2 separate regions of the Sus scrofa genome follow, and region 1 is linked to region 2. The links are chromatin contacts, called in public HiChIP or PLAC-seq maps. All regions are on one chromosome and are shown on one strand. The core of a region is the stretch at or near the end of the contact, and the rest is flanking DNA. Distances in the headings are between cores, read along the strand shown. Region 1 overlaps LOC106504342 (a long non-coding RNA gene). Region 2 has its middle 57 kb from the start of PRL.

The links. HiChIP or PLAC-seq counts read pairs in DNA pulled down with a chosen protein or histone mark.
Region 1: an H3K27ac HiChIP or PLAC-seq map of skeletal muscle shows a contact between it and region 2, with 2.4 times the contacts expected there. The contact joins two enhancer-like sites. A contact is called at or near these places in 1 of 47 Hi-C or Micro-C datasets (fetal skeletal muscle) and 1 of 2 datasets of contacts at active chromatin or transcription factors (skeletal muscle).

The regions. Positions count from the first base shown.
Region 1 is chr7:17,852,114-17,855,004 of Sscrofa11.1, reverse strand. The region is part of intron 2 of LOC106504342 (a long non-coding RNA gene); the gene reads right to left. Among named protein-coding and RNA genes, the nearest start is that of HDGFL1, 160 kb to the right of the region's middle. Within about 2 kb of position 1,319, at least 3 of the 83 cell types and tissues checked have an H3K27ac peak or open chromatin away from gene starts, as enhancers often do. A contact at or near this core is called in fetal skeletal muscle and skeletal muscle, where this site is marked.
Region 2 is chr7:17,518,947-17,522,147 of Sscrofa11.1, reverse strand. No RefSeq gene overlaps it. Among named protein-coding and RNA genes, the nearest start is that of PRL, 57 kb to the right of the region's middle. Within about 2 kb of position 1,852, at least 18 of the 83 cell types and tissues checked have an H3K27ac peak or open chromatin away from gene starts, as enhancers often do. A contact at or near this core is called in fetal skeletal muscle and skeletal muscle, where this site is marked.

The sequences.
Region 1 (2,891 bases), core at 70-2,569, 330 kb before region 2:
TTGGGGGGCGTTTTGGCCACACCTATGGCATTGGAAATTCCCAGACAAGGGATCGAATCCATGCCACAGCAGCAACCCAAGCCACTGCAGTGAGACAACACTGGATCTTTAATCTGCTCTGCTGCACCACAAGGGAGCTCCTGATTCTCAAAGAAAGGAAAGAAAGAGAAGCAAGGAGGAGTATAACCAATTTCCTCAGCGTCCTTTATACATCTGAACAGCACAATTCCCAAGAAATACAGCCTTTAAATTGCAGCATGCATTTTATTTTTCTTTATTCTAAGTCAATTTTAAAGTTACACTTCTAATAGAGTGCCTACTCTTACATTTTAATTTCTTTCTTTGGGTTTGAGAGACAGAGAAAGAGATAGAAGCCGACAGCTGGGGGATAACTCAGATTGTGTTTTATGGCTACACGTGTGTGAGCATGCAATGCATAGGAAAGTGGTCTTTCCCAAGTGTGTCCCCGCACACATTTGATTGACAGTCACAACGATGGTGACATGACCTAGTTTTTCTTTCTTTAGAATACATGGATCTGCACCTAAAGATAGGTAGCCCTTGGCTTTGTCTCCTGGGTATGACAACTTTAAATAAATCCTTAAGTTCCATGACCCCATTCCCACCTTGTCTCCCTTCAACATGCTTCCTGAGTAGCTGCTAAGTATAAGGAACCTTAGAGAAAACAAGTAGAAGGAAGGGAAGAGTGCACACAAATAAAAGACTGAATATTTGAAAAGGACATTCAGCAAAAGGAAAAGCAAAAAATTGGGAAGCAATGGGGGTGAAAAGAAAACCTGGTGAATGGGGTTGGAAGAAGGGCAGGACTTGAGAAGATTCATGTCACCTGGCATCAAAGGAGATAGACCTTCTCTTCTCTTTGACTCAGTCCCTTGTTTATTGGGATGATCCACCATAGTCGGCTTAACTCTTGGCTGAAGCTAGGGAAGACTTGTCACTATTTGCTGTGTGAATCCATGTCTGTAATTTCTGTGACCTGAGCATTCAGGGCAAAAATTGTTTCCATTTTTTCCCATTTCATGCATCATTTCAGAGTTGTGTAGTCACTTTGTAGAAGCTGTGGGTGCCAATTTTAACAAGTAGAAAAACAAGAATCGCAAAGCCTGCATTGCCTGCATCTGCTTCTCTCATTTCTGAACCAGAGAGGATGGGAGTTACCGAGGACAACAAAAGTTAGCAACAGTGGATCCTGTGTTTGCATAAGTGTCCTATTTTAACTAAGAGCAACTGTGCATAATCCCCTCAGAGAATCGGGTTGCCAGTTGGCAGGCCTCTGGAGCCAGAACACCTGCGTGGTGGAGAGGCACTACTCTCTGTGAAGGGTGCCAGCCATGGCCTTTCCACCCCACAGGCTTAGCATCTGACTAAGCATGCCAGTTGCTTCTGAGGGCCAGTTGCTTACAGAAAATAACTACAGCCCTGTGAGACAGTGTTTCTCTCTTTGATTTTCTCTCTGGATCTGACTACCCTCTTTCACAACTTGCCCTATCTTGTATGGCTTTTCAAAGACTGTGACATGAAAGCAATTACAAATATTAAATACAGAAGGCAAAATTTATTATCCCTGAAACATCAAGAGAGCTGCATGGACAACAGATATTGGAGGGCACTTCCTGGAGATCATTTTGCTGAGAGTTAAATATTCCCAAGCATACTAAGGGTAGGGTCCCTCCAGTGTTTTGAAATCCCTGCCTTATCTGGCAGGATCTTTTCTGCCATTCTCCTCTTAGCTCTTTGCACATGCCTGGAAAAATGAATGAATGGCAGAACTCACCAATCGACTGACCAAGAACTGAATGCTAATTTACATAAATGTGACAGGATCTGGATTTCCATGTGCTTTTATAATTTAGCTACTTCAATAATTCTCAGGAAATAGCTTATTCTTAAGTACTCTTTCTTTCTCCCTTTTTCCTTCTTTCCCTCCTTTCCTTTTTTTTCTTTCTCTCCTTTCTCTTTAATGTGGTATAAGAAGATAGATTCTTAGGTCATAAACCTGATTCTGCCTAGGAGAGCAGATTTCTTATTTTTAAAGGCACACTGGGGTCACTGTGTCCCGACACATATCTTTTTGTTTTTTTTCTTAAGTGCATTTCTTTTAAAATGAAGGAAATCCTGTTATTTGCGACAACATGAGTAAAACTGGAGGGCACTATGCTGCGTGAAATAAGCCAGAAAGAGAAAGACAGATACTTCATGGTATCACTTACATGTGGAATAAAAAGAAATAAAAGTAAAAGCAGAGGGTTGAACTCAGAAACAGTAGGATAGTGCTTGTCAGGGGCTGGGGAATGAGGGAAATGTTCAGGGGATGGTAAAAGAGCTCAAGTTTTCAGTTATAAGAATAAGGTCTGAGTATCTAATATAGAACGTGGTGAATATAGTTGATAGTACTGTATTGAGCAATTAAAATTTGCTAGGAGAGTAAAACTTAAATGTTCTCACACACACACACACATTAATTACAGTAGGAAAAGAGATGTCAAATTGACTCTAGGAAACTTTTCACAATGTCCATATATATATTAAATCATCCTATTGCATAATTTAAGTATCTTACAATTTTGTCAGATAGACTTCAATAAAGCCTTTGAAACATAACAAAAATATATGCATTTCCTTCCTAATGACAGTTTACCTTGTCTTTAATGTATTGAACTTTTGGGAAGAAGATAACAGCATGCTGATTCTCTGGTCTGGAATCTCAACCAAAATTATAGCCAGGAGAGCATCTCCAGATGTTCTAGAGTCTTCCAACTCTAAGCCAGCCTGAGATAAGGATCCAGAAAGAACAGTACCCAAGCTGCCTGCTAAAACCAGCACCCAGCGTTAACATTACCTGGGTGGTGTTACTGGCCAGTGCATATTTT
Region 2 (3,201 bases), core at 603-3,102:
GCTTTGAAGGAGTACTTTCCTGCATTCAAAAAACAAAATGACCAAGACACAACCTTCAACACCGAATTATGTTATTAGATTTAATGCTTGCAATTACCTGTGGTTTATAGTCTCAGTGTTTTGCAACCTTTAATTAAGGCCAGCTCCATTTTTTGATGAAAACATAGAGCCATATAGGTTGTGATGTCCCCCCACCCCCATGGCCAAATAAGTCCAAAGTCTAGAAAAACCACATAAATCTCTTAAACAGAACCAATACATGGCACTGGACCCAGGCCTTGCCTCTCATTCTGCAGCTGTGCTCATTGGCTTGGATTTTTTTTTTTTTTCAGTGTGAGAGTACACATATTTCATCACCAGATGTAGAGTATTTTTGTTAATCAACTTTTCATTATATTTTCCCTTTTGCCATAACTGCCAGCCAAATATAAGTATAATAAATATGTTTTTCCCCTTGTTCTGGTCCTTACCTACCAGTTCTCCTGCCCACTTGCTCTCGTTTGTGGACACAGTATTTTATAATAATATTTCCTTAGGGTTTGTAGAATTCATTTAATTAGGAGCATGTGTGAGTGTGTGTGAGTGTGTGTGTGTGTGTGTGTGTGCGCGTGTGTTAGGGCAAGGGTGATTAAGAACAGTATCAAATTCAAGAACTCCAGTTTAAGCAATTTTATAAACCCTAAAAATGTCATTTAAATCACCAATTTAATAGGAAGTTTTAAGAAAGAGAGTGGTGGAGCGAGATTGCGGGCTTTTCCATATGCCTTTTTTCTAGCTCCCTTTCCAGCTGCTGTGCAGGGGATCAAGGTGGGTGAGCAGCTTACCCCAAGCCCTAAGGCTCTGTATCCCAGCTGCCAATATCCTCATAGGGTCAGTGAGCAGGCATACAGCTCATTCCATTTGTAACCGTGAGAAATAGAGGCCCCCAGGGAAAATATGCACTCTCCATATGTTCAGCCCTGTGCAACGGTCTAGGTGAATCACAGTCGGGGAGAGACTGGGAAAGGGATGTGTCCTGACACTTTATTTCCTCGGAGATGTCTGAACGTCATTTCCAGGGCTAGTACAATGCCTTCAACGGACCACTAATCTGAGCCAGCCAGGGAGATGGGATGCTTTTAGGAGCTTTCCATCAAGTGCATCTGAATTCTATTGCTGAGGCTTCCACAAAACTATCAAAAAGAAATGCTTTGATGTGTAAACCCTCCAAGCAAGTGCTGTACACAATTCCAAAGCCCCCCACTTTCCCACTCCCCCCACCCCCCGCCCCTACTCCTGCCCTTCCCCTGTCTGTCCCTTCTCTGTCCTACCCCTCCCACCTCTGTGCAGCCCGGCCATGCTGGATGCCTTCCTGCTCATATGAACCGCAGTTGCTGAAAAAGTGAAGCCAGAAGAGCGGGCCAATAAAAACAGAAACAGCTGTAACAATTCTGCACAGCATGGTCTTGATTTCCTTGAGTTTTGTATGTTTGCCTTTTTTTTTTTTTCCTCTCCTCCCTCCCTCTCTCTCTTTTTCTTTCTCTCTCCAGCTCCCTTTTCCATGTACAAACACCTTCAGTGTTGGGACCTGAAATGGAGCAAGAAACACTTTCCCCTTCGGTACACCCTTGTCATTCAGAAATAAGGTTGGAGTTCATTTTGAGTAACCAGCTCCAGAACAAGCAGAGCCAAGGGGAGGCTGAAACCAGGGGAATGAGAATCGTGCCACCAAAGACAGGTGCAAGGATTTTTTCCAACAAAAATAACAGCCCCGGCTCTCAAATTTGCTCCTTCTCGGGCTGCTGTTGTCAGCGGGTGTGCCTGTTGTTGGAGGAGCCCACAGAAGCCATTCTCTGTGTCTCCAGCTCTGTGTGTTTGCACTGGCCTCTCCAAATGGACCCTGTCTTGGAGTCTTTACTGGACTGTTATTTACAATCGCCTCCAAACCCAGGCATGTTAAGGGAGCTTGTAAACACAAAAAGCTACCAGAGGAATGATCTGAGTGGTTTCAGAAAAGAAGAGAAAGAACCATTTGAAGCAATAAGCAAATATAGAAGGCGAGGCTAACAGCTGATTGCCATCAGCGCCTTCTTTCCTGTCCCAGCAGGCTCAGGAACCTGGGAATGTTTACCTTCCAGGAGGCAAAAAGAATCAAAGATAACGCCTCCTTTAAGCCCTGTCTTAGGTGCTGTGTCTCAACCCACATTCTCGCTGAAATGCTTGCAGCAGGTGGCACTGATCTCTAATGGTTATAAAGGTTTTCTTTCTACTTGTATTTTTTCAATGTATGGGGCGGTATGTGCTGTTCTTATTTCCCTCCAGCTGCTTCCTTTCTTTCCCCACTTTCTGGGACCAGCCCCAGTCTGAGGCTGAGCTGGATCTGGACTAAACATAATGGAGAACTGGTGGAAATAAAAGTCCTTTCATGGGGACACAGCCCTGTTTTTCAGATGGTGTGAAGCAGATCTGTAGTTTATTATTAATAATAGCACAAGCGTGACACCACATCTTCAAAGGCCTGCGTGAACATTAATTCTTTTGTGATGTGAAAAAAGCAGCGGCAGCGTCTTTTTAAAATGAATCTCCTGGTCTTCTGGAAAAGGGCAAAAAAAACACCCCTAGTTCCAGCTAGAGATGAATGAATCCCACCCCGGCGGTCTGGGATCTGGGTCCAATTGAGGAGCATTTTGAATAAACTTGAGAGTTTTTATCTCAACGACAGCATGTTCCGAATTCTCCACTCTTTCAAACTCACATGGAAGTCTTTCGAAGAGAAGCTATGGTATCTTTGTTCCAGGCATAAAACCGAATAAAAGAGAGAAAAAGAGAGCAGAATAAATGTGTTTTTTCTACGTTGTTGAAATTTGATCTGAGGTCCCTAGGAAAGAGAGAGAATTATTCTCTTCAGCTTGGCAAAGCTTGCCCTTCAAATTCTTTTAATAATTTTCTTTTTTTTTGGTCAGAGTCACAATCTTCTATTAAAAAGTGATAATTAACATCCCATTTTGCAGAAACTCAAAAATAGAATCAGAGGTCCCATGTTCTCTTGGACTTTCTAAATTGGCCCTTCAGTTTTTCTTCTATTTAAAAGCTTTTTTCATCCACAATATTTGAAGGAAACATAGCATTTGGTACTTAAAATAGAAAGAAGGTAACATGTATGCAGGTTGTAAAGCGTACTATAAAATAAAAGCTAATAAAACCCACCTAAGAACTACGACA